Regions from separate parts of the Mus musculus genome. Here region 1 is linked to region 2. The links are chromatin contacts, called in public HiChIP or PLAC-seq maps. All regions are on one chromosome and are shown on one strand. The core of a region is the stretch at or near the end of the contact, and the rest is flanking DNA. Distances in the headings are between cores, read along the strand shown. Region 1 holds the start of Wdr59 (WD repeat domain 59). Region 2 overlaps Fa2h (fatty acid 2-hydroxylase).

What was found. HiChIP or PLAC-seq counts read pairs in DNA pulled down with a chosen protein or histone mark.
Region 1: a FOXA1 HiChIP or PLAC-seq map of pancreatic cancer cells shows a contact between it and region 2. The contact joins the promoter of Wdr59 here to the enhancer-like site in region 2. A contact is called at or near these places in 4 of 39 promoter capture datasets (the 3T3-L1 cell line, cranial neural crest and pre-B cells), 2 of 115 datasets of contacts at active chromatin or transcription factors (embryonic stem cells and pancreatic cancer cells) and 2 of 9 other capture datasets (adipose tissue and pancreatic islet).

The regions. Positions count from the first base shown.
Region 1 is chr8:111,517,557-111,524,547 of GRCm38.p6, reverse strand. Wdr59 (WD repeat domain 59) reads left to right here and starts at 2,441. Exons shown (of 26, transcript NM_001170742.1): 1 at 2,441-2,620. The coding sequence starts at 2,567.
Region 2 is chr8:111,367,038-111,373,264 of GRCm38.p6, reverse strand. All of the region lies in intron 1 of Fa2h (fatty acid 2-hydroxylase), which reads left to right. Among named protein-coding and RNA genes, the nearest start is that of Fa2h, 24 kb to the left of the region's middle. Within about 2 kb of position 2,669, at least 16 of the 459 cell types and tissues checked have an H3K27ac peak or open chromatin away from gene starts, as enhancers often do. A contact at or near this core is called in pancreatic cancer cells, where this site is marked.

The sequences.
Region 1 (6,991 bases), core at 1,192-3,691, 150 kb before region 2:
ATAATTATTGAATTAAACAGCAGCATAGTGCTGCAGAAAGAATTCAATGGGGACATAACTCACTCTTCACACTTCAAGATCTCTGTTCACACTCTTGTGGGTGGGTGGGTGGTTCAGTATAGTTCTGGCTGTCTTGGAACTCACTCTGTAGACCAGGCTGGCCCTGAACATAAAGATCTACCTGCTTCTGCCTCCCCAGTGCTGGGATTACAGGCGTTTGCCCCCACCACCGTGCACTTTGTCCTCTCTCTCTCTCTCTCTCTCTCTCTCTCTCTCTCTCTATATATATATATATATATATATATATATATATATATATATACATATGTATATGTATATATATACACACACACGCACACACACATATATGAAAAAATATGTATATATGTGTGTGTGCGTGTGTGTGTGTGTGTGTGTGTGTGTGTGTGTGAATACACTGATGCTCTCTTCAGACACACCAGAAGAGGGCATCAGATCCCATTACAGATGGTTGTGAGCCACCATGTGGTTGCTGGGAATTGAACTCAGGACCTCTGGAAGAACAATCAGTGCTTTTTTTTTTTTTTTTTTTTTTTTAAAGATTTATTTATTTATTATATGTAAGTACACTGTAGCTGTCTTCAGATACACCAGAAGAGGGCATCAGATCTCATTACGGGTGGTTGTGAGCCACCATGTGGTTGCTGGGATTTGAACTTCGGACCTTCGGAAGAGCAGTCGGGTGCTCTTACCCACTGAGCCATCTCACCAGCCCACAATCAGTGCTCTTAACTGCTGAGCCACCTCTCCAGACCCTTGTTCACACTCTTAATGAAGCTCACACTCTTTTCCTTTTCATAGTATACCCTTCAAAATCTTAATATACTGAAACACTCAAATGTCACCTTCAAGGTGCCACTTCAGGTCTTCAATTTAGGTTATGCCATCTTCACACATTGCTCGCAACTCTATAATAATATGCAGTTCATTCTGCCAAACATTTATCTACCATGGAGGGACCAACTGTTCTTTTTTCTGGTACTGAAGGGTTCTCTGGGATGCAAGTTTTTTTTTTTGCTGGTTATAGTGGTAAAACCTAGACTGTTCCAGGCAGACGACAGTGAAATGATAGTCACCCTAGCCTACAGACAAGTTTGTCTGACCTTTATAACCAGCGTCTGCTGGGGGAAAGGAGTCTACACCTCCTCTCCATTCATGCAACGATCTTCAGAGAGGAATGCTGGTGACAGTTTATACTTGAGCCTTTACAACATGTCAGGCCTAGTGCTTGGCTCCTCTCAACAGCTAAGTATGATATACCCCCTTCTGTAGACAAAGAGATGCTAAGCCAGTTAACCCAGGACTTCAAAGGATAGGGTTGAAGAGGAGCCAACTAGTATCTACTATGCTAAACTTCCTGATTAATTTTTATTTCATCCTCAAAAATTGTCTAAGACTCCAAAAACTGTGTGGATAAAGATATTGCTAGTGTTAGAAATTAAAACCATGAATAGGGAAAAAAAACCATTATGGTTAAATGGCAACTACCATTAACATTAATTACACATCTTCAGTGAAAAAAAATAACACTTTTCAAAACCAAAATGATGTTATCAAAAAGAGGGTCAGCCGGGCAAGTGGTGGTGCACGCCTTTAATTTCAGCATTTGGGATGCAGAGGCAGGCAGATTTCTGAGTTCGAGGCCAGCCTGGTCTACAGAGTGAGTTCCAGGACAGCCAGAGCTACACAGAGAAACCCTGTCTCAAAAAAAAAACAAACAAAAAAAAACCCAACCAACCAACCAAACAAAAAAACAAACAAAAAAAGAAAAGAAAAAAAGAAGGAAAAAAGTCATGTCGTTTAATATTCAGTTTAAACTTCCTCTCAGAGTAAATTCCCTCTGTACTACACATCCTCGGGAGAACTATACCGCACAGTGATGTTAGTAAGATTATAAAATTGTTTTTACCTTTAGGGACTTGTTTTCTCCTCCACCCCCAAAGTGTTGTTCGTGGAGAACCTCAGGAACTACTTCAGAGGCACGGCTGTACAGCATGAAACAAAAAATTGTGCACTCAGATTTTTCAAAGCCTTGATGGCAGGAATCAGAAGAGGTTTTTTCCCTTGGTAGGGATGTAGGTTTTGTTTATAGGCTATGTGTAGGAGAATACGGGGATACCAACCAAATACCAGCAAAAATACAGGACAACTGCCATCTACTCTCTGAACTCAGGCTCTTCCTGGGTAACTGACGCTGTGCTGACATTTGACTACAATTCCCAGCAGAGCTCACGGCAGGGGGCGTGTCGGCAGCCGCGGGGTGCCCAGGTGACTCGTACTGATGACGAAATGAAGGGGCGTTCCTGTTTTGGGGCAGACCTGGTCCGTGGTTGGGGGAGAAAGCAGAAGAGGCGGGGTCTATCATTGGGGTAGCCAATCAGTTGTGGTCAAGTGAAAGGGAGAAACTGGGCGTGGCCGGATTTATTAGCAGGCTGTGTGGGGCTTACTCACGCGGGGAGTCTCGGACTTGGGGGTGGGGTTGGGGGTGGAGGGTCGCCTGCTGGCACCCCACGATCGGGCTAGTGAGATGGCGGCGCGCTGGAGCAGCGAGAACGTGGTGGTGGAGTTTCGAGACTCTCAGGTGAGCTGTGCGTGAATGGAGCCATCTGGGAATGGAGCCATCTGAGCATGCGCTTTCCGTGGTTTACACCCTCACCCGCCCCCCCCCCCATCCCCGCACCCCTGCACCCCCGCCTTTTCATCCATCCCTTTGCTCAGGGTGGGAAGATGGACGCGGTGCTCATCTGGAGCTGTCAGTCAGGATAGCTAAGGAAGCTTTGATTACTGGTCAGGACAGTTAGGGCAAAGGCGTGTATGGCCTTTAGGGTTCCAAACAGGCTTATGGTCTTGGGACGCCAAGATAGTGATTGTAAATGCTAAAGGGATTCTGACCTTGTTCAAGGTAGTGAACTGGGGGAGGTGTCCACTCCCTGAGGTAGTCGACTGCACTTGGTGACTTCGGGAAAGTTGCAGAACTTCTCTGAGCCTCAGTTACTTGGACCAAGTCTCACCTTGGACCATTTTGGGGGTGAATTTGTGAAATACTGTTTTGCGGAGCATCTGTTTCAGCCTAAGTGGTTGCTAATGTGGGAAATACTCTGTCGTTGACAAGATACATGTATTGCTTAGATTGGACACCTGTGAGCCCATCCCTCACATCACTCTCCACGCCTCGGTTTTCTTTTCTTTTTTTCTTTTTTCTTTTTCTTCTTTCTTTTTGGTTTTTCGAGACAGGGTTTCTCAGTGTAGCCCTGGCTGGCCTGGAACTCATTCTGTAGATCAGGCTGGCCTCGAACTCAGAAATCTGCCTTTTTCTGCCGCTGCCTCCCAGATTAAAGGCAAGCGCCACTACTGCTCGGCTATGCCTAGTTTTCTTACCTGTAGAAGGGAGGTTATTATACTTACAGGACTGGCATGAGAATTTTATGAGGCCACATGTTTAAGAAGTGTGGCACATGGCAAGCTTTAAAAATTGTTAACATTGGAGGCCTGCAAGGTGGCTGGCAAAGGCACTGCTGCCAGGCTTGCCAGCCTGAGTTCCAGGACTCACATGTCAGGAAGAACCAGCTGCCATACAATGGTCTCCTTCCTCCATCTGAAAGACTCCGAGAGGAGCCCCTCACTCAGGCCTCGGGACAATAGTGGACACCCAAGAACTCAGGAGAGACCAAGCTTGATGCAAACCACACAAGGCTTTATTTGGGGAAAGCCAGAGCTCTGGAGACGACTCATATCCCACGCAGGGGTAGAGGAGTCGACCACGAGGGGAAAAGGGGCCCAGTTTTTATAGGCCTTCAGGGGGAAAGGAGAGGGAGGGAGAAGGGGATTTCCAGATCTAAACAATGTCTATTCTCAAGAAATGGGTATGGGAGGGGTACAAGGAAAGAGTCTGGTGCAGGTGTAGCAACTCTGGATTGGCCCGGCTGTGGTTGCTGGGGAGATTTTCTGACTCTTTCTCAGCAACCAATATCACAAACACCTGGCAATGGGCTTCATCAGTGGGCACACACATGGGTTCAAGGAATGGCCAAAACATTGGCAGACAAACGGCTTCAAGGAGTGGCCAGAGCATTGTGTACCTCTATTTTTCTAAATCAGTGAAGCTAATTCTGCTAACAATGAAATCTATTTTGCCAATTTCAGGGCTTCTGTGACCTTTTACATTCTGTCAGGATCTTTTACATCCACATCCCGTGGCACTCGTACACACAGTCAATAAGTGAACAATAAAAAATAAAAACAATATCTTTTAAAAAACATTAGCATTGAGTGCTTGAAATGTTTCAGGTATTGGCTCTTGCCAGCCTCCGACCACTTGAGTTCTGTCCCCAGGACCCACATGGCTGAAGGACCAAACCGGCTCCCACAAGTTATTCTTTGATCTCTACACATATTGTGTGGCATGTCTGCCCACACTCATATACACACAAAATTAATTAAAAAAACTAATTTAAAAATTAAAAAAGAGTTTTTACTGACTGGCTATTTTAATCATTTTTCCTTTCTTTAAATTCAAACAAAACATTATTATAGTGAGTGTATGATATATCAGAGGACAACACTTGGGAATCTATACTCTTTTACTGTGGAACTTAAGCTTATGTCAACAGCTGTATCTAGCTAGAATCTTTATACTATGAGCCATCTTGAAGGTACCCATGTAAAATTTTAGGTGTATGGTTGTTTTGCCTGTTTATATGGGAATCGTTCATGTCTAGTGTCTGCTGAGGCCAGATGGAGGCACAGAATCTCCTGGAACTAGAGTTACAGGCAATTGTGAGCCTCCATGTGGATGCTAGAAATCTAACCTGTGTGCTCTGGAAGAGGAAGAAGCAGTCTCTTCCTCCAGTATCTCCCCCCCACACCTTTTTTTTTTTTTTTCTTTTGAGACAGGGTATCATATGTAACTCTGGCTGTCCTGGAACTTATTATGTAGACTAGGCAGGCCTCCGACTCAGAGAGATCCTCCTGCCTCTGTCTCCTGAGACCAGGGGTTAGAGGCACAGGCTAGGACTCTTTTTTTTTTTTTTTTTTAAAGATTTATTTATTTATTATATGTAAGTACACTGTAGTTGTCTTCAGATACACCAGAAGAGGGCATCAGATCTCATTACGGGTGGTTGTGAGCCACCATGTGGTTGCTGGGATTTGAACTTCGGACCTTCAGAAGAGCAGTCGGGTGCTCTTACCCACTGAGCCATCTCACCAGCCCCGCTAGGGCTCTTTTGAAGCAGGATTTCATGCGTTCCAGGCACACTGAGCATAGTGTTAGCTGAGGAGATCTTGAGCTTTTGATCCTCTTGCCTTTACCTGCTCAGTGCTGAGGTCATAGGTGTGCACCACCACACAGAGTTTTAAGCAGGCCTCAGGGCTTCATGCATGCTATCCAAGTACAATACTAACTGAGCTACATCCCTGTGTTTTTATCATTTTTCTGTATTGTGTCAGGCTTCATGCTAGGCAGTCTATCTATGTGTTCTTTTTCTACTTGAAAGAGCCATGCAGGCTAAGTAGGTATTACCCTAGCTGGGCCTGGTGGCCTTTAATCCCAGCACCCGGGAGGCAGAGGCAGGTGGATTTCTGAGTTCAAGGCCAGCCTGGTCTACAAAGTGAGTTCCAGGACAGCCAGGGCTATACAGAAAAACCCTGTCTCGAACCCTCCCCCGACCCCCAAAGAAAAAAGTAGGCATTACCTTTTTCCACCAAAACAGGAAGCTGGTCCCTGCTTGGCTGATCTTGAGAGAGTTGTCTAAGGCCTCCTGCATGTGGCTGGTGGCACTGGGATTTGTACAGTCTTTGGCCCCAGAGCTCATTACTCAACTTTATCTCTTAATAGCTCATAATGCGTCACACATAGGTTCATAATAAAACATCGTGTCTCACTTTCCTGATACCTAGGACATTTCTTCTCAAGTTTTTTCATTTATTCAACAAATATTTATTGAGTACTTTCTTACATTTTTTGGTTGTAAGCCTAGTCTTTAATGGCTGCGTCATGTCTCCAGCCCTGAATGCTTTCTGTGTGTTAGACTTTTATTCACCTGTTTATTTATTTATTCAATAAGGACTTATTTATTTCAGTTTTTGTGTTTTTATGTGTGTGGTGTGCAAATATATGCGTATGCATGTTTTTGCATGTGTCTACACATGTGTCTTGGGGTTTCTTTTGATGTGAAGAGACCATGACCATGACAACTCTTTTTTTTTTTTTTTGGTTTTTTTGAGACAGGGTTTCTCTGTGTAGCCCTGGCTGTCCTGAAACTCACTTTGTAGACCAGGCTGGCCTTGAACTCAGAAATCTGCCTGCCTCTGCCTCCCCAGTGCTGGGATCAGAGGTGTGCGCCACCACCGCCCGGCTTCATGACAATTCTTATAAAGGAATTTTTCTTTGTTTGTTTGTTTGTTTGTTTGTTTTCAAGACAGGGTTTTTCTGTGTAGCCCTGGCTGTCCTGGAACTCACTCTGTAGACCAGACTGGCCTCAAACTCAGAAATCCACCTGCCTCTGCTTCCCAAGTGCTGGGATTAAAGGCGTGTGCCGCCACTGTCCAAAAGGAAAATATTCAATTGAAAAATTTTAATCAGCTTGCAGTTCAGAGGTTTGGTGCATTACTATTATGGTGGGAAACATAGCGGTGAAGCAGGCAGACATGGTGCTGGAGAAGGAGCTGCATTCTACATGTAGATCAACCAGCAATAGGAAAAAAACTGGGGGCCACTAGGCATGCTTGAGCTTCTGAGACTTAAAAGCCTGTCCCAATAGTGTCACACTTCCTACAACAAGGCCACATCTCCTAATGGCACCACTCCCTTTAAGGGTCAAGCATTGAAACATATGAGACTATGGGGCTGTCCCTATTCAAACCACATAACACGTGTGGGTGCATGTGCAGGAGGCCCAAGGTTGATGTCAGGAATCGTCCTGGCTGCTTTTCTACTTTGTTCATGGAGGTA
Region 2 (6,227 bases), core at 1,420-3,919:
GGGTACAGCCCAGCCTCCCCATCTAGATTCTTTGTTCTGGGAATTTGGGAAAGAACAAACTCCCTGTTCATGGCTGTCCCTGCCCCTCCTTCTCAATGAGTGAGGCACCCACACTTAGCAGCTCACCAGGAGTTTTCCAACAGTCACACTGAGGACTGTATTTATATTCATGCATGTCAGTTTGAACCACAGAATTTGTTAAAAATGCACATCCCCGGGCTGGGGTTGGAAGTCAGTAGAACGTTTCCCAAGCATCCACAAGAAGTGAGGGAGAGAAAAAAAATTTTTTTAGAAATTTCATATAAAAATCTCGTTTTCTGGATCTTCTTAGAAAGCATTAAGTTTGATGAAATAGGCCCTCATCTCCCATGGCCTGGATCTATGTCAGAGCTGCCCCTTCATCACAGACATTCTCTACAGTCTGCCCATCCCCACCATTCTCCCGGAGCCCGAGATCACGTGACGTCGAGCATTGATTAGTATCTCCTGATTGCTTTACATTGAACCTCGATTAGTATTCCCTTACTGCTGGCCTGCCTGCCTTCTGTGCCAATGCTTGTAGCAAAAGGTTTCTCATATTTTTATCTGAAAGTGATGCTTAATCTTCTTTATCAACTTGATGGGATTTTGAATCACTATGGAAACACACCTCTGGCGGGGAAGGTGTTCCCAGCAAGGTTTAACTAATCAGAGAACACCTACCCTGAATGTGGGAGTCACTGAATACAAAGGGGAAAGAAAGTTAAAGAAAAGCATCCATCTCTCTCTGCTCCCTGACTATGCATCCGTGTAAGCAGCTCCCTCCCACTTCTGCCACCATGGCCTTTCTCCCGTGAGATACTGCGTCCTCAAGCCAGGGGCCAAAGTAAGCCTGGCTTTTGTCTGCTGTCTTAGTAAGCAATGAGGAAAATAACTTGTGCACTGTGCCGTTCTTGGTGGCTCTAGTCTGAGGGGGAAATTCATGCAAGCACGTCTCAGTTTATGGAAGCAAAGACTACTCCTGCTCAGACATGGTCTATGAACAGAAGGGGTCTGAGCCACAAGCCACACCCTGACTACTCTTCTTGATACTGTCACCTATCCAGCCTCTGAAGATAGAAGCAAGGAGTTGAGGTGCCATTATCACAAGGAACTGACTTCCTGCTCCAAGAGGAAATGAGGAGGTTATATGGGGGCAGTGGAACTTGAACTCTGGGGATAGGCTGTCCCCAAGAAATAAATGTATTGATGGAGCTATCTGGAAACCTCGGGGGCTACCAGGGAACACCTGGCAGATATTCTGTGGTTTTGGGTCTAATGGGCCTGAGCTTGGTGTGGGAGAGTTGTCTGGGGAGGAAGGCCAAGGGGTATAAGCAAAACTGTTGCCACAAGACAGGAACAAGTGACACCTTGCAACCAGCCAGTGATTGACATTGAGTTGGGAGAAGCTGGGGCAGGTACTGCTCTCTGCATGCTTCTCTCCCAAATGGCCTCAGACTGTGGCTGGAAGGATTTAAGGAGGTCAAAATGCCCACCTCACTCTCCACAGGGTCCAGTGACTCTTAGCTGGGAAAGTGCCAGCCTATGTCACCTCCTCGGCAAATTGCATTGGCAATTCCTTGTAGCCGCCTTTCTCTTTCCAAGGAAAAGCAGCCTCTGGAAGGCACTGGAGCAGTCTTCCCCTGCCACCCTGCCCATATAGAAACCCGCCTCGTATCTTTGCACCTAAACAGGCTGCAATACACGACTGCCAATACACGACTGAATCCTCTCATTCACTAAGTATTTGAGTGCCATCCCAGGGCCCATGCCTCAGGATAGGTAAGGCCAGCAGGCCCCCACCTCAAGGAGCTCAACAGGCAAAGGAAGGAAGGAAGGAAGGAAGGAAGGAAGGAAGGAAGGAAGGAAGGAAGGAAGGAAGGAAGGAAAGGAGGGAGGGAGGGAAGGAAGGAGGGAGGAAGGAAGGAAGGGGAGGAAAGAGGAGAGGAGAGGAGAGGAGAGGAGAGGAGAGGAGAGGAGAGGAGAGGAGAGGAGAGGAGAGGAGAGGAGAGGAGAGGAGAGGAGAGGAGAGGAGAGGAGATAAGCTTGCAGCCCTGAGCACCTTTGTATTTTCCCACAGTAAAGAATTTGGGAGGAACCCAGACACACAGGACTGTCTGGTGCCCCTCACATGGATCCTACGAGAATGTGCTTGCTTGTCAGGTATTGTGCTAATGCCTGTGATTTCGGCAACCAGGAGGCTAAGGCAGAGAGATGGTGAATTCAAGTCCTGCCTGAACTTCATAGCAAGATCCTGTCTCAGTTACCTTTCCCCTAAATAAGAAAGCTGTCACTAGACATAAGTGGGAAGGGGCATCCGCTGTCAAGTCACACTCGTTAGCTCTTGTGTTAATCCTTCTTGGGAAAGCCAATGTAAGTGTGACTACAGAATTACTCACCGTCCTCCCCAATGCTAAAAGTGGTCCGACCTGAAGACATCAACCAGAACAGTCTTCTTAGCTTTGGGATTCTCCGTTGGTTTATAAAGTTCCCTTGGCTTCCTTCCAGGAAGAGAGTCTTAAATGCATTGTGGAAGTTTCCAAAAAAAAAAAAAGTTTAGAGATTTTTAGAGTTAGAGCTGTACCCTATTTCCCTGGGGTGACCTTTGCACACTTCTGATTCATGGATAGTGCTTGCTTGTGGAATGCAGGGGTGAGCCCAACCTGAATACAAAATAAATACTGCCTGGAAAACAGGATCCAGACCTATGTGTGTGTTGTGTGTGACAGCCGCTGCCGGTGAGTCTCAGTTCCTGGAACACCCACCCTCCCCCAGGAGTGGGGCCAGGAAAACCTCACTTGGAGGGTCTTCTATCTACATATAGGAAGGGTTTTCTAGACCCTCTGGGGTCTCACAGCTAGTCTTAAGAAAATCAATGATAAAAGACACATTGGGAGGTTGGGGGGCGGGGGGCATGTCCAACCCAGAATGTTCCTGCTATAGGTGATGTCAGTGTGTGGCTGGTTCCAGCTCTCCTTGAAGTCACTTTCCATCGGATGCCTGTTAAGTCTTGTGATACTACCTCGGGCCTCTGACAGAGAAGGGTGCTGTCCCATTTGGCCTCCCAGGGAGTACTTCGTTTATGTGGTCACTCCAGGAATTGTTGAAAGCGTACCACTCAGGACACTTCCGCCTGATGGCCTCCAGGCCTCGAGCTTTGATTAGGCTGGGGCAGCAGAAGAGGGGGGAAAAGGGCAGGAAGAGCTCATGCCTACACCATCTCCATGTGTCTCTTCTCATCCTTCATGGATGTCAGCTCTCACTCGGGGTCGGTCCACGACTCAAAAGAACTCTCTGGAAAGAACCACTGGCCACTTCATACTGGCATGCGAGCCGCTGAGTCACACTTCCCTGTAAGAACATGTTCTGTTTCCTGGGTCTTAGGAGGAACAGGGCCCCAGAGCAGCTGTCCCTTCGCTTCTCGCAATTAAGAGAGAGTACGTTCTGAACTGAACAAAAGCCTTAATGGGTTTGTTTCCATTTGTAGCTGTCATTTCAGTGAAACTGAACTTTCAATAATTTTTCAAGTAGAGCCTTAGAATTGGTTCAAAGTGTGATAAATATTTTTGTAAAGATGTATTTGTTTGTTTGCTTGTTTATTTTATGTATATGAGTACACGATAGCTATACAGATGGTTGTGAGCCATCATGTGGTTGCTGGGAATTTGAATGCAGGACCTCTGCTCGCTCCGGTCGGCCCCACTCGCTCCAGTTTGCCTGCTTGCCGGCCTAAAGATTTACTTATTACTATATCTAAGCACACTGTAGCTGTCTTCAGACGCACCAGAAGAGGGCGTCAGATCTCGTTACGGGTGGTTGTGAGCCACCATGTGGTTGCTGGGACTTGAACTCAGGACCTTCAGAAGAGCAGTCAGTGCTCTTAACCACAGAGCCATCTCCCCAGCCCCGTTAAATACTTTTAAAATATTTTGTTTCCACTATTAATATAAAGTTGCCAACTGCCCTTCTCTAGAAGATGCCTTTTGCGCTGTAAACCTGTATTTCCTACGTATTTGGTATTGAATCTTCTCTTGTTTGTGCAGTGGTACTGATAGTTACCTTTAAAAAGCACTTTTATTGGGGGGGGGGGGATGCTGGTCTTCAATACATGTGGGAATCCTAAAGAAGTAGGCTCTAATGCCAGTGAAGGAATGGACTTGCTAGAGAGAGAGAGAGAGAGAGAGAGAGAGAGAGAGAGAGAGAGAAAGTTTCCTTCTTCCATGACTTTATATAGGCTGTCTGCAGAAGGTGTGGCCCAGGTTATAAAGGTTTATCTTCCACTTTAAAAGCTCTGGATCCCAGGTGTATCTTCCTACAGAGATTGGGATTAGAAGTGGGTCTTCCTCCTTCAGATGAGTTTTTCACTCTTCCCTTCTGTTTACAGTTTTACTCTGGTGATTTATTGTCTCCCGCTATCCCCAACAGTGCCAGGGAGTGGCTCCTGGGCTCCACCTTGGCTCCTTCAACCCAGATAACCTTCCTCTTGGGCACCATGGCAGTACCAGGTGCCATGACAAACCTGTCATGGAGTGGCCACCACTGCACACACTGCTGTGACCTACCAAGGGAGCCGTGGGAGACCAGGAGGGCAAATGATTTAATTAAGAGAGAGAGAGAAAAAAAAAACCTCACAGTTGTGCCAGGTCATTTTGGCTTTTAGTGAATTCCAGATGTAGTCAAGTTGGCAACCATGGATAGCCATCACAGGAGTAAGCAGAAGGAAAGTCATCTAGGAAAGAGGGGGCTTGATAATAGCACAGTGGCCAAAGCCCTCAGGAGTATTTTGAAACTAAAACATAACTGTAAGGCCATGTATGGTGGCTCACACCTGTAATCCTAGTGCTAATGTAGGCACCAATAGATTTTGGTTAGCCTGGGCTACCAAGTAAGTTCCAGGCCAGCCTGAGCTAGAATGAGACTCTGAAAGGAAAAACAAAAACAACCAACCAGAAAGGAACAAGAAAGATAGTTGAATTGCTAACAGACCAGAAAAAAGAAGCTTGCCCAGAATCTTAGTGAGTGTCCATGTATAATGTGCTATAAAGTCTCCCTTCCTGGTCCTCAAGAGAGTGTAAGATGCTTTGTTTAAAAAGAAAACCACAAAGGGCTGGAGAGATGGCTCAGTGGTTAAGAGTGCACACAAGTCTTGGCAGAAGCCGTGGGTTTGGTTCCCAGCTCACAACCGCCTGTGACTCCAGGTCCAGGGGATCTGACACCCTCATCTGCCCTTGTGTGCACATACCCACACACATAATTAAAAATGAAACAACCTTACTAAGATGGTAGTAGAGCATGCCTTTAATCCCGGCACTCAGGAGGCAGTGACAGGTAGATCTCTGTGAGTTCGGGGCCTACCTAGTCTACATAGTAAGTTCCAGGACAGCCAGAATTACATAGAGAAACCTTGTCTCAATAATCAAACCAAACCAACCAAACAAACAAAAAACAAAATAATAATAATAATAATAATAATAATAATAATGGTTCAGCTTTGGAAGCTGTGTATACATATCTATTATCCCAGCTTAGAAGAGGCTGAGATAGGAGGGTGGTAGTTTTAAGACCAGCCTGGGATATAAAACAAGTCTCTGTCTCAATTAAAAATACACACACACACACACACACACACACACATACACAGAGATATTTTAAGAAGCAGGTATTACGCTGAGAACCCAAAGATGCAAAACTACAGAAACGTCGTGTCGTATCTGGGTTTTCCCCAGAAAATGCCAGCATGGTCACCATCACCATCAAGCTGTCTTAGGAAAGAAAAATGTCAGCACAGTAGCAAACCCCAGTGCCGCTGAGCCTGGTGGTGCACACCTGTGATCCCAGTTCTGGGGAGGCTGACGCAGAGGATGAGTTTGCGATCCACTGGGCTGCGTAGTGAGTTTAAGGATCATCTGGGCTATATACTCTGTCTCGGGGAGAAGAAAAAAGACACCCCAGCTGCCTGCTCAGACCTCCTGAGCTTCTTGCTGGCTTCCCAGAGCCGCTAGGCTTGTGTTTGTTTGGGAGCACGGGGGCTCAGGGAGGTCCCGCTGGCAAGGTCTGTCCCTGCCCTTGCTACAGGGAAGCCTGTGTTTTACTTCCTAGCGAATCTGAGTTCTCCGGCCTCACCCCACGTGATAGTCGGAGCTAGCTGAAGCTGTGCGGATTTTCCCCAGCACATTCCATTTCCTTCTGGCTCTGCCTCTTTGCTAGTT